Regions from separate parts of the Triticum aestivum genome. Here region 1 is linked to region 2. The links are chromatin contacts, called in public Hi-C maps. All regions are on one chromosome and are shown on one strand. The core of a region is the stretch at or near the end of the contact, and the rest is flanking DNA. Distances in the headings are between cores, read along the strand shown.

Region 1 (6,989 bases), core at 2,273-4,772, 260 kb after region 2:
ATATTAAGAGGGGTATAGATTCTCGAAGCTTAGATCCACTGTGATGCTTAGCCCAAACCTATGCAAGTATGAGAGAAATATCTTTATGCGCCGAATGATTACGTGTCAGCAGAAGACGAAGTTCTTCTGTGCTGCAGGAGATATCTTTCGGACTGAGGAGTTAGCAGTTCTCGCTCGGCAACAAATGTTACCATTGTGCTCAAAATCTTACCGTTGGACTTGTGTCGTTCAGCCATTGGTTGTCATACATGTCCATTCTGGTCATTTCCTATCAGGGAAGGTCGCGGCTATAAATAGCCATCCTGCTCCAACGTTGTCCGCTGGCTGCTCCGCTTAAGATTTCTGAGAAGATTGATTGAGCATCCCCCTCCCCGAGTGATTTGAGTTTAACATCCGCCGAGAGAAAACCAAGAACCAAAACTTAGGCAGTGGTTGAGCATCACAGTAGTTCTGAGTCAGAGTTCTTGTACCTATTACTCTTGAGAGCTGCGCACTCTCTAGACGGATAGGTGTCGGCTCGAGTGTTGAAGAGTTGTTGTCTTCACCGAGCAAGATCTTCAGCAACCAAGAGTAATTGTGGTTTGTGAAGAAGGTCTGTCAAAGGTTGGGAGATCGCCGATAAGCATCTATCACGAGTAAAATCAATTGGAGTCTGATCAGCTCACAGTTGAAGGATAATAGGACGGAGAGAGGTTTGCTCCTGTGTTCAATCACAAGTCCCTCCAACCAGACATAGTCCTTTGGCAGAAGGACGAACTGGTCTACCAAATACACTTGTCGCCATCGAGCACCATGGGTCCTTTCTATTCACTCAATATTTCATTCAGGAATTATCTTTCGTGCTCTGCAATTATCATGTATTTGCTCATGATTTGATCATTTATCATTAGTGTGTAAATTGTTGCATATCTCTCTTATCTTTCGAGCAGTATTCTAGTACATTCACCTTTGCCTGCATTTACCTTGCTGTTTGCATATAGTTTCCACTCATGCTATTACAATTGCTTGTGTGTTGCATTACCATCGTGATACTCAAGCCCATAATCTACTATACTCAAGCTATCATTGTTTCCTATATCGAAGATTTTGTTCCTCAGTAGGATACCTTCCTAAGATTCATCTCGTTCAAGTTTATTCCGATGCTATGTTTGGGCTAGATGCAAAACATTTGAAAGAATTTTTGAATCTCCCTTTCACCCCCCCCCCCCCCCCTCTGGTCGATATACTGTCGGTCCTTACAGTTGAGTACAAGCAATTTTTTTGTTTGTGTGTAGGTGCTGCAAACGTTGTTAGTGTGATGCCTCCTACTGTTTCGATAAATCTTGGTTCTTAACTGAGGGAAATACTTTCTGCTCCTGTGGTACATCAACCTTTTTCGGGAAAATCCAACAACTCCTATGGGAGTAGCAGGCCCCACCCTCCCTCTACTTTCAATCAAATCTTGCCATGTCAGCACATAGATATAATTTCATAGGTATGCTTCATGGGTGTAGAATCTCTCCTTTTATTACGTAGATAGATACACGTGTGCTAGTGCTTTAAATCAGTAAGGCTACTCATAGTGGGGAGTTATATACTAGTAGCATACATATGATACCAGTGTATGATACTATCTTTATAGTGCATAGTATAATAAATTAGTACCATAGATGATCTTACTTATTAACATGCATGACGTATAGTAACATACTCCCTCCGTAAACTAATATAAGAGCGTTTAGATAACTAAAGTAGTGATCTAAACACTCTTATATTAGTTTATGGAGGGAATATCATTTATTATGATATGATATCTACCTATGTTACTTTAACTCTCTCTCTCTCTTTTTTAATTGTCTGCCACATCGGTGTGTTTGCTAGTCTCGAGTGCTTGATACCGGCTAAGATACCATCACTATGGCCAGCCTAATGTCTCGAAAATGAATCCCGCAAAAAAAAGGAAATGATAAATCCCAAACGTTCGGGGTTTGACCATAGCAAATCAAACGTGTTTGATGACAATTTTAATGACGCGAGGATGACAAGTTTACTTGACATGACTGAGTATGGAATTGCAATAGAAAACGTTTGATTTACCATGCTCAAATCCCGAACATTCAGTCGTTATCGGGTCCAAAAAACGAGAAGTTAGTGCGACGAAGACGTGCGACCAGCTGATCTGAAAGATAAGCTCCACGCACGGCAGAATAGCAGTAGGAGTATTACTTTGCAGCGTGAGTCACTGCGCACCATGAGGACTAGAGCATGATCTCGAATAGCAGCAACGCACCGTGATGCACTTTTTTATTGGTGTTTGCCCATTTCTAGTCGAGAATATGCATAATCAACTCTACAACAGTCTGAAGTGCTTCTTTTCTTTCGGAACGACCAGTCTAACTTGCTTGACTGAAACGCAATTAAACACATTGTACTGACCACATGGCCTTACAGTCTCCCGTCCTTAGTTCTATCTAGTGATGATCGAGGTGACATGTGATTGATGATTTTCAACCTTTGAAGAATCTTCTCCACGACTGCCATGGAAGAAAACCACCTGACAAAGAAGCAGGACAGCACACCGTCACAACGTCTGCAGACCAAAGGGTAAACAAAAATCTACTCACGCTACGGGAGAACTGCAGTGAACTGAAGCATAGAGTGCATACCACACCCTTGGCATCGAACATACAAATCTTCCTTCATCACGAGGCCAGAGCCTCCACAGATCTCACATTTCTTTTGTTCAATCTAAACAAAGAGAAGGCCATCCATTATAAAGCAAAGTGTAGCAATAATGACCAAGTTTGAAAGGGGATAATATATATATCAGCTGTGGATCCGGTGCCCTGACTCATAGGCCTGACCGTTCGAAGAATACTGCTACAACCCTAAGTGAACTATTAATATTTCCTGAGCGGCTGGTTAGCAGTGTTGCGTTGAATTTAGAAGGCAAAGGGCGGTAATTTTAGATTAGATATTTCCTGCAGCCAACGAACAGCAAGCAGGAGCTCTCATACAAGGGCAAGAAACAGAGCCGGAACTCACAATTCTTTTGCTGAACTCGACCCCTGCAACGACGAAGGGCGTCACTCCAGCTGCAGAAGGAAGAGGACCGAAAGCCGGCAGATACCATCAAATACAAGAGTTAGCCGGAGGGAAGGACAGGAAGGCGGGAAACAAATCAAGCGTTGACGCATGGGCCGCACCGACCTACAGCACCGACGACGATCTGCCAGGTGACCTCCGCGGGCGGGAGGTCGGCAACTGCGGCGGCCGAAGGCCCGTCAACGGCCCGGACGCGCACGGCAGGAGCTCTCTTGCCGACGCTGCCGAGGAAGAGGTCGTTGCGCCCGGGGCCCGGCAGGCACGGGGGAAACGCGCGCGCCTGCATCGCCGCCGTGCCGCTCCCACCGCCGGTTTGCAACGCTCTTTGCCCGGTAATCTGCACCAGACTGGGCGCGCACGTCGCGGACACGTCCACTTGTCGCGATTATGCGGTGGAAACACGCGCGAGGGTGAGGGAGAGGGCCCCGGACTTGCCACGCGATGCTCTTGCGTCCACGATAAACCGAGCGGAAAAATCGTTGGCGTTTCTATGACACGTCTCGTCCGCGGTGTGGGGCCTGGGCCTCGCGGCAGCAGAAATGCGTTTTGGTGCTCGAGCTCCATTGAGCTCTTTTTTTTTTGAAAAAATCAAAACAAATGTTTCAAAGTTTCGAAATATTCTGAAAAAAATACACAATGTCGTATGATATATACTGCATGTTTGCAAAATTTCATGACAAAATACATCGACACATGAGCTACACAAAATGACAAATTAATGATTTTGAAAACGGTATAAACCAACGATTTTAACTCTTTTTTTTGGCTCCACTTGCTTCTCTACCTTGTCCGGAAGTAGTTGCGTTGTGGGTTGAAGGCGGCGTCAGAGCTAGGGTGGTGGCGGAGCTAGAAAGGGGCGGTGTGGACAAGGCAGAATAGACTTAAGGAAGATGGCAACCCAAGCTAGGTTGGAGAAGATTTGGAGAGATTTGAAGAGCTTACATTTTAAAGGCGTGGTATTGAAACTAACAAAAACAATACTTCCTCTTATATTATGGGACGGAGGGTACATATGGATTGGAGATTGTAGTTTCAAAATATTTTTCAGAATTTTCACTTCCCAAGACCAGTATCAGCCGTCCAAATAAAGAGGTAAACCTACCACCATATAGGGTTCAGGAATACTACTAACATAACAAACAATTATTAAACCACATCAGTTAATGGAAAATGCACAGGAGCTCCTGGGTGCGTCACCCTCTATATGAACATCAAATTCAAAAAATACCAGAAAAATTCAAAAAAAACTGGAATCTTGGGATTTCAAACCTGGGTGCCCAATCTACTCCCATGTGAAGTTTCATGAAAAACTACCAAGAAATGTATCCGTGACAAAGATAATACAGTCCGACCTATGATACATCCAAATAGTTTTTGTATGTAGGATTTTTTTAATCTTTTTTACTGAGAGTACCATGAATATCATTTTTTTTCATGAAACTCTGCACAGGACTAGATTAGGCACCCAGATTTGATATCCCAAAATCCCAGATTCTATTTCAATTTTTCCAGTATTTTTTTGAATTTAATGTTCATATAGGAGGATGGAGCACCCAGGAGCCAAAAATCCGTGTCCATCAGTTGACCTTGTAAAACCACACTTTTTTTTTGCTGGGTAACAGCAATCAATGAAATATAATACCAGAAGCTTGTTTTAACAAATTATCATATTGTCAAATGTCAACAAAGTGAACTTTAAATTGACATGCGCCTCGCATGATCATAAAATGCTCATATAGCTTGGTCAGACATCAGTCCAAGACACCTATAGTAATTGAAACATGACGCAATTACCAAAAGTAGGCGATTCCTGAAATCAAAGTTGACAAAATTACAAAGACAAGTCTTACAGTTCTAAAAAAAAGTTCTAGGTGTGTTGAAGTTGGTGGAATGATCTGCTTTCCTACCAGCAGATTCACTCATCATCGCCGCCAAATGCGTCCATGTTGTTGTTTTTGTTCTTTTTGCTCATACACGCGCCTGCAAAATGATGGATCGTGTTCTTAGAACCTCTTAATCAAACAAAGGATCCCAGGGCAACCATGTGAATAAGCAAATATCAAGAGTTGAGAAGTGCCATCAAGTTCATATATAGTTTGGTGGCTGGGTTGTTAGCAATTCATATTTCAGACACGTTAAAAGTTCTTCACCGAGCATTACAGTTCTACAACAAAGTGGAAGTTCCTAAAGCAGTACCAAAACCTACGAAGGTAAAAACCTAACTTCCTTCTGATCCCGTCAGATTAAGTCTAGAAAAAAGGAAGCTAAGCAGCACTTCAATACTTCAGGAAACCTCCACTTTGTCCAAGATTGCTCTGAATAGTAGCTGAAAAACAAGCTAAGTAGCACTTCACACCTAAACTGATTGCTGGAGCCTACCAGGATTATACACTACAAAAAGCTGGAAACTAAAACATCAAGCAGACACCCATCGTACATAGCGAGGATATCTAAATAGTAAATATTACCCCCTCACCCTCAGAAACAAAACCAATATGATTGGTGGATTAACATGTACTCCCTCTGTAAACTAATATAAGACTGTTTAGATCACTAGTATAGACCAATATAATTGGTTCTTCATTTTGATCCATATCTCATTCAGTTCCTATAAATAACAATCCTCTATACATATGAAATAATATCTACTTGACATCAGATGAGTTTGATTTGTAATTGGCACAAAAATAAAAAATGATATGCTGGCAATAAACCTGATCATTTCGAAGGGCCTATTTGGTTAAAAGCTAACGCTGCCACAACTAAGCCAAAAAAAGTAATGATTTACCCCTCAGGACAGTGGTAAAAAATATACCAGTATTAAAGAAAAAACCGAGTCTGTACTCATGAGTAACGTGACTAGTAAAGTCACAGGCCACAACTGTGGCAGCCAACCGAACACTCACTCACCCAAGAAATTATGTGCGCCTAACCTTAGGTCAGGCAACCTTTGGCGGCTGGAAATCAAACAGTCCCCAAGTGACTGACAGTTGTTGAAGGTTAATTATTGTGCATGTTGATTTACATTTATATTTAATCTGGCCGCATATGTTTCAAAGTTGGCAAGCAGGGCCTAAGAGAGTGATTATCAAACAGTGCATTCTAATGCACACAATCAGTTGCTGCATGTGTTTAGACTTTAGATCATCGGAAAGGGGGATTTTCAGGATATGCTACCACTTTTGCCTCACTGACGCGCGGTAGGATGCGCTGAAAACACAACTTAAGTGAGTGGCATGTGCTAATTTTTTTAATAAAAAATCCTGCAAACTGCAGCTTCTTAATTGCATTATGGAAGTTACTATGTTCTTCAGTGTTATAATTATGATTCAGCTTCATACATGCTACATATATCTATATATTGTTTAAGTACCGAGTAGGTTGTTCACTTTACGTCCACTGCTCGATACTTTTGGACGAATGGTACGTCTCTCACTAAGGAGCAAGGCAGCGAGCGTACACCAGAATTAAACTAAAACATTTTAAGCGTCTGCATGTTCACCAGGACAACCAGAAAATGTTAAAAACAAGTCAAAGCCAAAGTTTAGTTCAGTTCATCCTAACATACGGGTCTGCTTCGAAAATATGGTCAAAACTACCTTTAGCAGACTTCATTGAGAATATATCATCAGTATATAACATGGTCATAAACCTGTCATGCGTATAAATGCCAGTTATTTGAACCAAATTAAGGTTGTCCAAAAATTCTGTTATGGCAGTATGAGCAAGGAAACTCTCAACCTTTTTTGTCCCGGCAAGAACAAAAACAATCACTACCAATCATGACCGCAAGAGTAGCTGGTGTACTTTGGTTTAACTTGATAAATTACTTCCTTGTTGGACAAACTGTTGCATGATGCCCAGTTTAGTGTGACAACCAATATTTTGTTTCTTTGCGGCACGGA
Region 2 (6,465 bases), core at 2,638-5,137:
CGACTATTTTCTCTGATCATGGTTGGTGGAGGAATCTCCACACAGATATCAAATAGAGACGGAGCTTCTGATCGAGTAGTACTTGTTTCGTCAGCTTGACAATCCATGGAAGTGGACGGATCTAGGTTTCCTGCAACTGAGGATCTCTGATCTCCAGGGTCAGATAGTGCTTCGGGATCGGCATTCAGTTCCACGTTGTCGTCGTCTTCATCCGAAGCACCATAAAGGCACTCGGTCGGTACAGTTTCCACATCTGCTTCCTGTGAAGATCCATGAGGTTCAACTCCGCTAGTAGTCACTACGAGAGTATCCCTTCTCACAACATTGAATAAAATACCATTCTCAATCTTTTCAGGCTGCAGCAAGTCACCTTCAGGGACCATGATACTTGTGGAAAGACCAAATGGAGACCTAGGAACAGGAGTATCATGAGGATCGCAACCTGAATTGCCTGAGGTCCTACCAGGAGTAACAGGCCCTGGATGGTTATCAACTGGCTCTCTACCAATTAGGTGACCAGCAAATAAGTTACTATTCGGTGTCACAATATCACCTTCACTTCCCCTTGGTGAAATTGTTCTGAATTCTGTGTCAATCTCAAGGTTCTGAACAAAGCTGATGAATTTATTAGCTGAGGCTGTTCTCATGAGAGGGCCACCACTTCTCGTCCATGAGTTCAAGTCTATACTCTCAGATTCACTGTCACTGCTATCATGTATGCTATGTTGGAGATGGTGATTTCTGTTAGATGGCCCAGCAGTCCCTCCAACTGCTTGATGGCTCGTAACAGTGGGAGATGCGAGCATTTCCTCATCGAGAGAACCAGTTGAGTTTTCTCTTGCTATGAGATTCCATGATGGAATCCTTCTAGATGGACAGAGTCTAATTGTAGCACCATATCCTTGTGAAGCGGCTGCTCTTTCTGCACTTCTCTTCAGCCTACGCATGTGGTTCAGGAGGGCCACACATTCATCTAATGCAAGCTCAATAGCGCAGTTTGCCCTGATGGCAGAGAGCTTTTCCCAAGTGCATCGCCTACCCTGACTTGCCGCTTTCTGAAGCTCAGAATACGAAGGATTCTGTATGATCTTCGAATACTGATGATACAGAGAGAAAAAGAACATTAGTAAGACTGCTGATTAATGTGGTGAATATTTGACATGCACACGAAAGAATGGATTAAGAAATATTCAAAACCTGAGCAAGTGTGGCTGGCATAACAATTGTCACATCACCTTCCCAATGTTGAGCAAACAACTTAGCTATTCCTCCTAATGGAAATCCAAGTTCCAGAACTTGATTGAACCTATGCTTAACTTCCATCTCAGCAAGTTCAGCAAGCTACATACAAAAAAGATCAGAAGATCATATTAGACAACTGAAAAATTACTTTACCACGTCAATACTGTTTACTCACCACATCATTCCAGTGGATACTTTGGCAAAATGAATTACTTGGCCATACAGTTGAGCTAATATTTATGGTCAAATATGCCTTGGTGAGCATAGTGCTATGCTTTGCGATGCTACTAAGCCATCAAATGACACACATTATTGACAATGAAAGGTATTATCAGAAAGATATATAAGCAAAGGAAACATCCTTATGTTCGCATTAATGGGAAGCATGGTCACATCGAAATTGCTCTGAAATCCGACAGACTAAGCAAATAATAGAAATGAGGACTATGGAGAAAGCATTTCACGTACCTTTGCAGCAAAGCTGCCTCCGTAAGCCCTGATGATCTCCTTTAGTCTCAGTAATGGAGCAATGTGAGGATTGGCTTGGCTTACTATGAAGTGATTTACGTTGAATAATTCCTTCAATTGCTTCATGGGCAAATCACTTTCTAAGCTCCCATCTCTCCAGCGCCGTGTAGCCGCGTCAGCTCGTTCCTCCACACCCAACAAAAATGGAGCATGAAAAGGAACTGTTTCTCCGAATCTATCTTTGGCCATCAACTCCTGGGCCTCAAAAAGTCCAGGAAAAGCACAGGAAGCAGTTACTGCACTCCAGATGAGAACATGAGGTGATGTCAAATAGTTCAGGCATCGAGGTGGCTCATGTTTTCTTGGAGAACACACAGTAACAACGAGAACCCGGCCAGTCATGTCATATGCCTCTTGAAATGTCAAGTTGCTTGTAAGATTTCTCAATTGCGTCTGCAAGTGCCTAATGTCATGAACAGCTCCATGCGTCAAAATTCTTTTAAATACAGGAAAGATCCCACCCATCTGGTCAAAGAATTTCAAGGAATGCCACTCCTCAAAAAAACTCTCTAGTTCTGGCCATGACCGTGTGGCTACAATAGCACACATTATTGCGCCAACGCTTGATCCTGAAATAATCCTAGGTAGAAGCTTATGCTCTACCAAGGTTTTGACAACACCCACATGAAAAGAGCCAAATGAAGCACCTCCACTTAGCAGTAAGGCCGATCTACCAAAGGCATGTCTTGTCTCATGCATAAATGCCAGTTTCTCTTCAAGGGGTAGCTCGTCCGAATCAGAATTGCAAACCATTTTCAATTGAGTAGATACCTCCTCAATGTACTCCTTGATGATTTTAGGCACCTAGTAGATCATTAACAATAAACATTTCAGTGACACTAGAATGTACTGTATATACATATATTGACATAATGTGAACGAATCGTCTGACAAACCAAACAGGCTTATTATTAACTTATCAAATAATAGATGGAATTACTGACACTGCAAATTTCGAGTCCTTTGACTACGGGAAAGGGGAAACAATTCTAATACTCCGGCAACAAACAGTATTATGATCAAAGCGAAAGCAGGGATCAGGTGGCATCGATAATTCTGGGCAGATGGGCAGCGCAGTACCTGCAGCCTCAACTTGTGGAGCTCGGGGTTGCACATGTTACCAAGGTTCCTGAGCAGGTCGGCGCGCATGCAGAAGACGATGTCCCTGAGCGAGCCCTCCTGGCGGCGGTGCCTGAGCTCGCGGAGCTTGTTGCGCACGAGCTCCTCGTCGTAGAGGTCGGCGTCGGTGGCGCGGCGCGGCGTCTCCCGCTCGAGCATCCGCGCGGCGTGCGCCCACTCCTCGTAGGTGAGCGCGGCGCGCATCATGTTCCGCCAGAACTTGCGGCGGTAGGCGGACTGCACCCGCGCGCGCACCCCGGCGCGGCCCCCGCGGCCGCGCAGCAGGAGCGCGACGGCGCAGACGGCGAGCAGGATCCCCCGCGTGTTGTGGCGCGGGTGCAGCCAGGCCGCAGCCAGGGGCGCCGCGGCGCGCAGCGCGGCGGCGAGGCGGTGCCGCAGCCGCGCCAGCGAGCCGCAGAGGAGCACGCGCAGCGCGAGCGTCCGCCCCGCCGCCGTGGACGGGCCGATCGCGAACGCCCCCACGCGCGCCTCGTTGGTGATGGCGTCCATGGGCGGCGGACGGGCGGGCGGACGGCGTGGCGGGAGGGAGAGGGCACTGGGTCACCGCCGCGGCCTTGGATCGGAGCAGGGCCGGGCCAAGCTAGGGGACGCGGAATAGAAGGCGTGCGGTGGGGCTTGGCTGCACGCACCTGCAGGCGCGGGCATGGCGCGCTGGGATCTGGGAATGGGCAGACGGAGGAGGAGTCGAGCTGGGCTTCTTCTTCTCCGTGCCGTGCCGTAGATGGGACAAATGCGGCGTCCCGGTCAGGTCAGTCGGGGAAGGAGATAAGGGGGAAGGGTGCACGACGTACAAGCCAAACTAACTGCGACAGAGGGAGGCCGCCATGTTTCGCGGTTATGTTTATCTCCCGCGCCGACGATGGCCGCGTCATTCAGCTTGACTCCTCGCCGTTGTGGATCGAGGATGGGGAGAGGGGAGCGGGACCGCGTGACGTGCGCCGATCTGGATATGGTAGACCTGGGGGGATGGCGACGGGCGGTGGCTCTCTCGGTCGGTGTGCCGGTTTGGACTTTGAAGCAACGAGCGGCGGAGCTTGCTCGGTCGCGCCGCGCGCGCTCTCTCTATACGTTGGCCGGCCTCTCCACGTGGGGGTGTCGAGCGTTTTCACCGTGGTTTGTGGCTTTGGGTCAACGTTGGCGTTTTACAAATAATAGCCTTCCGCTCAGAACGGAACTAAAGAGAAAGGGAATTGAGCTTGACACGAGGTGCCCAGTGTGTTACGGTCTAGATGAAGACGGCGGGCACTGTTTTTCGAAATGCAAATTGGTGAAGGCTCTATGAAGGGCTGCAGGGTTGGAAGATACACGGCTACTTTTCGTGAATTGCCCTAATGCTAAATGGATAATGATACAAATCCTCCAACTGAATGAAGAAACATGTACAAAGGTATGTGCGTTACTACGGACTTGGTGGCTAGAAAGAAATAAGGCCAACCAAGAACAAAAAATTAGGATCCTAAATGAAATTTTATTCTCTTATCAACTACTCCCTCCGTCCGAAAATACTTGTCATCAAAATGAACAAAAAAGGATGTATCTAGAACTAAAATACGTCTAGATACATCCCTTTTTATCCATTTTGATGACAAGTATTTCCGGACGGAGGGAGTACTTTTTACAGAATACTGGGAGCACTTCAAAAGGAGAGAAGAGAAGGACAAATAAGATACAGGTATGGTCCCCTCCTCCCAAGGATTTCTTGAAAATAAACTCAGATGGGGCATCCAGATAATCAATTCATTCCGGTGGATGGGGTTTTACCATAAGAAATGAATTAGGGGAAACGCTGGTGGCAGGAGCGGGAAATCTAACATGTGTTGTTGACCACTTGCACGCAGAGGCAGCAACGATGTTTCATGCAATCCAGGAAGCAGCAAGAATGGGATGTCAAAAGATCATACTGGAGACTGACGCCACTGTTCTGAAGCAAGCAATGACCAGCGAGGCATATGCCAACTCAGTACTAGGTGTCTTATTTAAGGACTTGAAATCTGTTATTCAGTACTCGTTCCAGTGCTGTAAAATAGAGGTTTGTCCTAAGGTCTGTAATATATCAATGCACTGCCTTGCTGCGTTTGGTGTGAGTCTGGAAAGGGGAAACTATCAAGTATGGTTTGACCCGCTTCCGTCCCATGTAAAAAACCTTGTTGCTGGCGTATGTCCAGTTCGTGTAAGTTAATGGAATGCATTTTGTGTTCCTTTCAAAAAAAGGCGCATTTTGGGAACTGCAAGGGTGACATTACGTAGATACACTTCTTTTTCCAAAATACTTCTTGTTGTTGGCGGACTGGCTGCTTGTGGCAGTAGGTGCGTCACAGGCCCTATCCCCCTTCATCCTGGACCGTTGCAGCATGGGGTAAAACAGAGACCAACAGTAGGCTGCATCCACGGGAGTTTTTCCCCTTAATCACTGTTTGGTAACTGGAGTGGGAAAGGACGGTGGTGGTGTATGTGATACATGGCTGCCGCGTGTAAGCACATATCTGTATCGAGTCTGCCCACAAATAGAAATATGGAAAGTGGCTTCAAAATCTGACGTAGCACCGTCTTTAGGCACCGCTTTAGATGCATGCTAGTGGGGAATCCAGACTCCCTGGGAACACTTTAATCATTTTTGTTTCGAAACTCTTGTTCGCAACCCTTAGCTCTAAACTTCATTACCACAATTTACTTTCACTAGCTTCATCATTTCCATCACATTACTATCTCTTTGGATCACTCTCAACTTGCAGGCACAACATTTAAACCATTCAAGAGGCAAAAGATTGATTCATGTACTCCCTCTGGGCTCGATACTCTTACTTTGAAAAGTCTACAACTAAATCATGTGCACTTGCAGGACATCAGATAGCATACTTGAGGTGGAGTAATAGTAGTAGATGCAGCTGAATCAATGGTCTATTTTGTTGGGGAACGCAACATGCAATTTCAAAATTTTCCTACGCTCATGCAAGATCTATCTAGGAGATGCATAGCAACGAGAGGGGGAGAGTGTGTCCACGTACCCTCGTAGACCGAAAGCGGAAGTGTTTGACAACGCAGTTGATGTAGTCGAACTTCTTCTCGTTCTGACCGATCAAGCACCGAACGCACGACACCTCCGAGTTCTGCACACGTTCAGCTCGATGACGTCTCTCGAACTCTTGATCCAGCAAAGTGTCGTGGGAGAGTTTCGTCGGCATGACGGCGTGGTGAAGGTGATGGTGAAGTGATCCGCGCAGGGCTTCGCCTAAGCAGTATGACAATATGATCGGAGACGTAAACTGTGGAGGGGGGCGCCGCACACGGCTAGGAATCAATGTTGTGTGTTCTAGCGGTGCCCCCCCTCCCCCCACGTATATATAGGTTGGAGGGGAGGAGAGGCAGCCAAGGGGGCGCCCAAGTAGGAGGAATCCTACTTGGGCCCCTAGTCCAATTCGGCCTCCCCCTTTCCTTTTACCAGAAGGGGGAAAAGGGAAGAGAGGGGGAGGAAGGAAAGGGGGGGCCGAACCCCCACCTCCTTCTCCTATTCGGCCTCCTTCCTTAGGGGGGGCACCACCCTTTGTGGGCTGGTGT

The links. A called contact is a pair of places that touch in the nucleus more often than the background predicts.
Region 1: a contact with region 2 is called in a Hi-C map of leaf, with 9 times the contacts expected there. The contact joins the promoter of LOC123074782 here to the promoter of LOC123079249 in region 2. A contact is called at or near these places in 3 of 5 Hi-C or Micro-C datasets (all in leaf).

Annotation. Positions count from the first base shown.
Region 1 is chr3D:413,520,785-413,527,773 of IWGSC CS RefSeq v2.1, forward strand. LOC123074782 reads right to left here and starts at 3,523. Exons shown (of 4, transcript XM_044497534.1): 1 at 3,190-3,523; 2 at 3,025-3,074; 3 at 2,646-2,727; 4 at 2,246-2,533. The coding sequence starts at 3,370. The coding sequence ends at 2,487. It overlaps LOC123079251 (mitochondrial import inner membrane translocase subunit TIM50), which reads right to left. Exons shown (of 11, transcript XM_044501986.1): 10 at 4,992-5,064; 11 at 4,714-4,894. The coding sequence ends at 5,007.
Region 2 is chr3D:413,263,691-413,270,155 of IWGSC CS RefSeq v2.1, forward strand. It overlaps LOC123079249 (triacylglycerol lipase SDP1), which reads right to left and starts at 3,888. Exons shown (of 4, transcript XM_044501985.1): 1 at 2,851-3,888; 2 at 1,711-2,574; 3 at 1,198-1,341; 4 at 1-1,097. The coding sequence starts at 3,399.